Linked DNA regions of Mus musculus: regions 2 and 3 are each linked to region 1. The links are chromatin contacts, called in public targeted proximity ligation maps. All regions are on one chromosome and are shown on one strand. The core of a region is the stretch at or near the end of the contact, and the rest is flanking DNA. Distances in the headings are between cores, read along the strand shown. Region 1 overlaps Sgms1 (sphingomyelin synthase 1). Region 2 overlaps Sgms1 (sphingomyelin synthase 1). Region 3 overlaps Sgms1 (sphingomyelin synthase 1).

Region 1 (2,700 bases), core at 166-2,665:
CTCACTGACTTCAAGTTGAATGAAGGGATGGAGTTAAAATGAACACATTTTACGTTTATGTTTACGTGTGTCACGCTCTGTCACAGGCATTGGGATACAAGAGTGAGTAAGGGACATTGTGTCCTTTTCTCCTTTAAGAAAATTCAAAAGGAGAGAGATATAAAATTGACAGAATGGAAAGTGATGTGAGCTTCAGGTGTTTACAGAGACTTGGAGGAACGGCGTTAAGGTCAGACTTAAATTCTATTGTGGAGAGCCTTGAGCTTCATCTGATTCCACAGTGTGGATCCCCAGTTAGAAGTGAAAAGAGAGACATGCCTACAAACAGAACTGACGGAAGTCATCTGGACAATGCTAAATGAGTTTGATCTGTGTTTCTAGAGATGGGGCTGAGGGACGCTGGTGGAGACGGAGACCACGTTAGGAAACTTAGCTCACAGATCTGGTTTTGGTCGAGGAGAGTCTGAGGCACCCAGATTACACACTCAGCCTAGTAAGGAAACCTGACTTGAACACTACAGCGCCACCTTCTCTGTCAAGGGTTGGCAATGTCCTCACAGAGTGGGGCCGCAGGGAACATGCAGGAGCCTCCGTGTTAGCGGAGAGCCATACACAGAGTCCCAGGCCTCGGCTCTACAGTCTGCAAGCTCAGAATGCTCGTCATGGTGCTTTCTTAAAACAAGGGGTACCTGGTTTGCAGTGAAGTCTGACACAAAGGCAGAGATTTCCCGGGAATTTTTCCTAGTCAGTGGCTTGAAAGTCCAATTCTAAATGGGGAGACAACATTATTTACAATTTTAAAAACCAAAAACTTCAGAACCTACTTTCACAGTGAAGGACAACTGTATACAATATAAGACAGAGCTGAATGTCACAGATTCAGAATCGAGGTATCCAGAGCCCTGAAAGCCTGGTTCTAAAGGGCTTGGTGCTGGTGGATATCGGCCATTATACCAGCGGTCTCATTTTCCAATTAGTACATTATTCCTGACAACTTTGTCTTTTCTCCAAAGATAGAAAGTCCGAAGGAAGAAGGAACAGGCTGGCATGAAACGGACTCTGGGATTCTTAAAGTCAGAATCATCTGGGGGGAATTTGGGCTTTATTGGGAACTTAATACCAGCCAAACAGCTCTGATTCTGAGGGGCTGAGTTAAATGGCTCATGGCTGGTGGACTCCAGAGAGAGGGGCCAAACTCATAGGAGTCAAACACAAGGAAAGTTAAGGAGAACACCCATGTTTCCAAAATGGTTCAGAGAAAAAAAGTGTCACATAGCCAGTTAACTAGAAACGAGTAGGTGTTGGGTTGTCGTATCAACGTCATAGTACAAAAGGTTTTGTCTTTCTGATAAGAGCCAGGGAAGATACTCCTCCCCTTATACTTCCTACACTATCAGTGCCCCGCCCTGCCCGGCCCCACCCATGCCTGGAGTGCAACATACCAGTACTGGGAGAGGACAGAGGACACAGTCATGGTTGGGGACACTTAGGGCGACAATCTGCTTCCAAAGGAAAAAGCTGAAGTGAGGGCCTTACAGAGGCCTAAACAGGATACATAAACTCAAATTCCATCACAGTGCCTTACCCAGCAAAGTCAGGGCCAGTTTCAAACGTTTTCTAGGGCAGCAGAAGCCTTGCCTGGGAAGCTGCTGTTTGCTGGACAGGCTTAGGCTCCTGAGATGAAAGGGCTCATCTAAGGCCCCTCGAATGAAAAGCCACAGCCACAGCAAGGACCCAGGCCTGCTCTGAGTTAGCTTTGCGGAACACATCCCAGCTGGTTTACTGCTGCTGGAGAATCTGAATAAATAAGTAAATAAATGATCGCGGTGTTGGCCATAAGTACCAGGAGAATACCGAATTAGAAAGTTTAAAGAGTTTAGAGTTAGAAAGTTCAATTTTGTGAAAAATTTCCCTGCTAGAAAAAGAAAACCTTTAAATGAACTCTTCCTGTGATTTGAACGTTTCCTCAGAGCAAGACTGAAATGATAAAACACCGCAGTTCTGTGAAGGACTCAGTCTGACTGACCGAGTTATGTTCTGGGGCAGTAAAATTGCCTGTGTGTACAAATTTTGATGGAAAACCCAGAAAGTAAACTCACAAAAAATAAAGCAAATTTTAAGGGAAAAAAAAAATAGGTAGCATAATTTGAGGAGCGTGGGAAATATTTTCAATGGACCTTTAACGGGGCAAAGGGGAAATGTTAAAATGTTCCTAAGGGAAAAACAGGACTAAAATGTGTCAGTCAACAACAGCATGCATGTCAGGAATTCTGAACATCACTCTCTCTGAAACCAGCTTCTCTTAAAACCAAAGTAGCAGAAGAAGCAGCAGCAGCAACAACAACAGCAAAACTTTTTTTTTTCCTTTTTTTTCTCCAACACCTCCACGGTAGCATAGCCCATCAATTCTATTCAAACTTCTACTTCACTTATAAAATTGTCAAGCTAGATCCAAGTAAACCCGTGGCTGCTATGTCAGTGACTTCTCACAGGGACGAGGGTCCCCTGGCAAAGCCAGCAGGGGCCTACTCCTTCTGCTTGAAGACACATGACTTCATAAGCTGAGAGACTTTATCCAACACCAGGAAACCACTCAGAAAAGTTCAACAGGAACACTCCACCTGCATTTTGTTTTCTTGATGGAATATGACTCCTTTTAATAGCCAGCCATACTTGGGCTCAGGCAACTCAGTCTACTAC
Region 2 (2,700 bases), core at 199-2,698, 190 kb after region 1:
AAACAAGGCCTGTTATCTAGTGACCGCCAAGGCCAGAAACATATCTTACTGCAAAATGACCAAAGCATTCCTCCAAACAGCTGTGCGTGGATGTAGACAGTGGGTACACCCCATATTCAGAGAGAAAGGAATTGATCACCAGAGAATTATGAAATTATCCATGGCTAGTTAGCCTATTTAAAAAAAAAACCATTCTGTCCTCCTAAAGCTGCTTCATATATGCAGAGACCTGCTCTCAGAATTAAAGCTAAAACTCCTTTCCCTACCCATTGGTAGTCTGAGACTGTGTGCTTTGTGGGAGCATTCTCTATGAATAAAACTCACAAGTTTAGCCCAGCTCCCTGGGCTGTATTTATATCTAATCTCTTTGGGCTAGGAATGTCCTTTGTGGGTGGTCAGCAGCAAATAGATTTAAAGTCTATTATTCTGCTTGTTATGGGAAACAACTTAGTGTGTCTGCTGCATTTTAATCTAAGGATTATATGCTTAGCCTCTGGAAAATTCATTTTAGAAACATCAATAAGAATCTTTTTAAGCATTTTTTTTTAATCAGGAGGCCTAATTATCATTTACACATTTATTGGTACTTAAGGCCCTGACATAAAAAGCCTTGAGCCCAAAAAGGCGAGGCAGCTGTTGCAGACTTAACAAGAAGCCAGTATTCTCCTGGGACCATCTAAACGTATACCACACCTTGAAATAGAGTTAGAGTGGATGCTCGCCCTGCAAGTGCGTTTGACCAAAGCCTGATGCTGCAAATCCTGACCTCCTTTTGTCGTTGGTTTATTTGGTTTGGGTTTAGGTTTTTAAGACTTCCAAATGGACTTTAAGTTAAATGAGCAAATACATTTAGTGCCTCTCTTCAAAATTCTCAACACAAAAACCATTATTTCTTTGAAAAAGGCATAAATCTTCTAGAACAAAGATAGCAGAAACCAGATAGTAAAATCTTCAAGATGTTTTAGAGGTGAAAAATGAAGACAATAGACTTAGCAGACCAAAATAAGACACATCTTCTAATATGTGGAGCCCCATTCTGCCTCAGAAAAGACATTCCAAAACCATCAGGCATATAAAACATCTAACGTGAAAGACAAAAGAAAGGGGAAAAAGTGCAACTTGAAGCAAAAAATGGTGCAGAAAAATAAAATTTCAAAGGTAAAAAAGTTAATCTCTGAATATCTACTTAGTTTATGAGACCACTCAGGGGCTATCAGCAACTGAAAATAAAATAAACCTGATAAATTAACAACTTTAGAAGGGTTCCAAGAAAAATGTAAGTTATCTTTGGGAAGAGGCGTTCAGAGGCAAGTCAAACATCCTACAGCAGGTCCAGAAGGAAGCTGAATAGACAATGAGGGAAGCCAATACTGCAGCCCGGAACATAAAAACAAAAGGAATGAGCGGCTCCTTCCTGGTGCTGTGAACTCTGTGCCTTTCTGAGCTCTGCCCAGGCGCAGACAGAAGCAGGGCTCACAACTCCATGCTACCTACAGTCCCTCCCTGCAGGTGAGTCTGCCTGAGGACTCAAGATAAACAGCCACTTGACAAAGCAATAGCAGAGAGAAGAAACACCATACTCTGTACTCAGCTAAGTAAGTCTCTCCTTAAACAAGACCCCGCACCAGCAAAGGGTGCAGCCCACATTGGGTTTTCTTGCTTCAGTTAACCAATTAAGAAAAATCCTCCGCAGACAGGCCCAGCGCCAACCGGAGCCACCCCCTCCCTCTCGGAGGCTCTCTTCCCAATTGCTCCTAGTTTTTGTCACCTTGGTAAACTCATCATCACAGTGCTCTTTGGACACCAGCAAAAGACAAACAAACATAACCGAAAAAGCACATCCCAATCGCGGCAGGTGATCATTAAACTGCTGAATGCTTTCATGAACGATGTCAAAAGACACAATAGAAGAGACCCTGTAAAGAACTGAGAATCGGCAGGCGCTAGTGTTCTCACAAGGAGCCGGAATGCTAGGAGGTGAGCAACGCCCTTCCTATCAACAGCTCAGTGATTTCCAGCCAGGAACTCTACACCTAGCCAGGCAATCAATTATACATGAGTGTTACACTCTCAGGTATACAGCAGCTCAGAAGTCTTACCTCCCATTTGCAAGTTGTTAGAAAGCTTGCAAAATTAGAAGGTAAAAGAAGAAAAATCAGAATATGGGCTGGGGAAAGGAGGAAAGCCAATCAGAGACATGATACACATGGACTACTCAGAGAGGACCTAAGAAAGAAACAGCAAGCCCATAGCACCGCCCACAGCACCGCCCACAGCACCGCCCACAGCACCGCCCACAGCACAACAAGGGATGGCTCCAGGTGTGAGTCCTTCAAGATGAAAGTAGTATGTGTTAAAATACTGCCAGAACCCTCCTGTATAAAGCTGTGGTTACTCATACATGTCTTTAAAAAGTGACTGATTTTTTTTTTTTTAAATCAAGATGCAATGTAGCCAAGCTGCTAAAACAAGGCATTCGTGGGTCCTATTTACACAAAACAAGATAAACCACCAGGTAAGGAATAGCACATAGGGACTGGGCCCTTTAAAACAAACAAACAAACAAAACAACAAAAACAATAGCCTAAACTTTTAAAAGAAGACAATATTGCATTCTACATCAAGCTTGACAACTTGCAAAATACATACTTTCATGTGAGCCTCACCACTTAAACTTAGCAAAGCTGTGCCAGAGACAGG
Region 3 (2,700 bases), core at 4-2,503, 200 kb after region 1:
CATATGTCTGTGTGTCGAGTCTCCCCTCACCCCCTTCCTCTCCTTATTCCTTGATCTTTAGAATATGCAGGGATAGGTTGGCAGCTATGTTACCATAAATAGTATGGTATAAGAAACACCTGGAAGAGGATTACAATAATGACAGTGACAACAGAAAATATGAGCAGAAGATATATAAGCAACAAATGTCCAATACCACTATTAGGGAATGCAAATCAAAATCACAGTGATGTACCAATCAGATACACGCAATGATCCACACCAGTCAGAAGGGCTGCTCTTGTTCCTATAACCAAAAGCTTGTAAGCATCAACTGTAAGAGGGGAAGGACTTATTTGGGCTCACACTTTGAGGGTACACACAGTCCATAGTGAGGAAGGCATGATGGGAGAAGTGGCTGTGCTAGCGGTTACAGGCTACTTACTCACTTCCATATGGACCAGAAAGCAGAGATAAGACAAAGAGCAGAGCTGGGCTACAAAGCTCAGCCCCTCCCCATGCCCCAAGCCTGGACTCCACTTCTACAACAGCACCGCCCATCAGCTGGGGACCAAATGTTCAACCACGAGAACCTGTGGCTATATCTGCATCATAATATTCTGCTCCTGGCCCCCACAGACTCAGAGCCATGGCATAATGCTTTAAACAAGCATTTAAGTCCAACTTCAAAGGTCCCTATCATCTTCTTTTAATTAATGAAATCAATTGAACATGTACAAGTGTTTTGCTTGCAGGTTTGTCTGTCCCCCCCATGTGTATGCCTGGTACCCAAGAAGGCCAGAAGAAGGTGTCAGACCCCCTGGAACTGGAATTACAAAGTGTTCTGAGCTGCCACATGGGTGCCAAGGTTCAAATCTAGGTTCCCTGCAAGAACAGCTACTGCTTTTAACTGCTGAGCCAACTCTCCAGCCCATCCCTATAGTTTTATCAGTTTCCACAAGGTTCAAAGTCCAAAGTCTGTTCTGAGACTTAAGATAATTCCTCAAATGTGTGGCCCTCAGGACAGCCATTTTCCAGCAGGATCCTCTGACGGCTCTGTCTTTTAAGGCAGTAGCTTTCCAGCTCAATTTGTACTGCAGCACCCTGAAACTCTGATAAGAGAGGTTTTACTCTCAAGTGACCTTTCCTATGGTCACAGTGCAAAACCCAGGTTCCTCCTTAATGACACTAATTTCTTTAACAATTACAGCCATGTTGTCTGCACCACATCCTCTCTTCAACTTTAGCTAGGTTCACATCCCTCTCCCTCCCAGACTACATGTTTCCTGTTTCTATTCTGTCTTCTGCTCTCTTGCACACTTTAAATCTCAGTAAATGCAGTGTGCAATAACCACAATGCAATCTATCATTTTCTCTTGAAATCCCCTCTGCCAAACAGTCCATCATTTTTTGCTTCAATTTCACTCAAGCTTTCAGGACAGATTCTTTGTCAAATCGAACATCAACGGCCTCTAGCAGGCAGCTCCAGATACGAGTCCTTGCTTCCCTTCAGAAGGTCTTGAGTAAGCTCTGCTCATAAAACTCGTGGGTTTGTCAATCCCACGGCCACAATCCTCCAATTCCTTCTTCACCGATCCCAAAGACCTGACCACAAGATGCGGTTTGTCACAGCCATGGCGCCTTTGCGCTCACGCACTTCCATTAAGAGAAGCATCTGTTTCTTCTATGATGTCCTTTATGATAAACCAGCAAACCTAAGTGTTTCCCTGCGTTAATGTGCAAATGAGTGACACCTGAGAGGGGTCGGGGGGCTAGCAAGGCCTGGTGCAGAACTAGTCAGTTAGAAACACGGGCAAAGGAACCTGAAATGGGAGCCAGTCTTGTGGGGCTGAGTCCTTAAGCTATGGTAGCTGCAGCATCTTCGTAGCTGTGCAATGCTGGAGAACTGCCTGCCACGCATCTGCTGCCAGAAGACACACATGGAGTGGTATGGAAGAGAAAGTGTGTGTAGGTGAGGGGAAAGGGCCAGGTGGTGAGGGGCTTCATAAGGAAACTCTGTACCACCACCACCACCACCACCACCACCACCACCACCACCACCACCAAAAAACAAAAAAGTCTATTTACAAACTATCCGGATTAAAGTACAGATTTCTTCTTCCGGCTGTGTGACTTACTAGAAGCACGGGGTGAAGAGCTTCCAGGTGACTGAGCACAGCCTAGGGCAGTGGTTCTCAATCTGAGGAAAGTGAACCCTTTGGGTTTAAACAACCCTTTCCCAAGAGTTGCCTAAGAACACTCGAAAACACAGATGTTTGCACCACAATTCATAACAGCAGTAAAACTGCAGATATGAAGTAGCAATAAATTTTTTTTACAGTTGGGGGAATCACCATAACGTGAAGAACCGCATTAAAGGGTGGAGGCGTTAGGAAGGCTGATAACCACTTGCCTGGGGGCTTGTGGAAGCTTCCATATATAGGCATGGCTGGTTAAAGCATTTGGCACTCTAGCTTTGGCCCCTCTGGGTTTGTTTGAATGTCCATTGGCTCAGCTGTTTGAACACCTGGTCCCCAGTTGGTGGCACTGTATGGGTAGGTTTAGGAGATGTGGCCTTGCTAGAGGAAGGATGTCACTAGTGTTATGCCCTGAGGTTTCAAAGACATGCACTACTCCTAGTTGATACTCTAATTCCCACCTGAGATTTAAGATGTGAGCCCTTAGCTGCTCCCAGCTGCCAGGCCTGCCTGCTGCCTGCCT

The links.
Region 2: a contact with region 1 is called in a targeted proximity ligation map of extraembryonic endoderm stem cells. A contact is called at or near these places in 1 of 484 Hi-C or Micro-C datasets (liver), 13 of 130 datasets of targeted methods (the NIH/3T3 cell line, bone marrow-derived dendritic cells, embryonic fibroblasts and 4 more) and 4 of 9 other capture datasets (adipose tissue, liver, macrophages and 1 more).
Region 3: a targeted proximity ligation map of extraembryonic endoderm stem cells shows a contact between it and region 1. A contact is called at or near these places in 3 of 484 Hi-C or Micro-C datasets (bone marrow-derived dendritic cells, bone marrow-derived macrophages and liver), 1 of 130 datasets of targeted methods (extraembryonic endoderm stem cells) and 4 of 9 other capture datasets (adipose tissue, embryonic stem cells, liver and 1 more).

Annotation. Positions count from the first base shown.
Region 1 is chr19:32,155,881-32,158,580 of GRCm38.p6, forward strand. The region is part of intron 6 of Sgms1 (sphingomyelin synthase 1); the gene reads right to left. Among named protein-coding and RNA genes, the nearest start is that of Asah2, 54 kb to the left of the region's middle.
Region 2 is chr19:32,342,648-32,345,347 of GRCm38.p6, forward strand. The region is part of intron 2 of Sgms1 (sphingomyelin synthase 1); the gene reads right to left. Among named protein-coding and RNA genes, the nearest start is that of Sgms1, 45 kb to the right of the region's middle.
Region 3 is chr19:32,360,273-32,362,972 of GRCm38.p6, forward strand. All of the region lies in intron 1 of Sgms1 (sphingomyelin synthase 1), which reads right to left. Among named protein-coding and RNA genes, the nearest start is that of Sgms1, 27 kb to the right of the region's middle.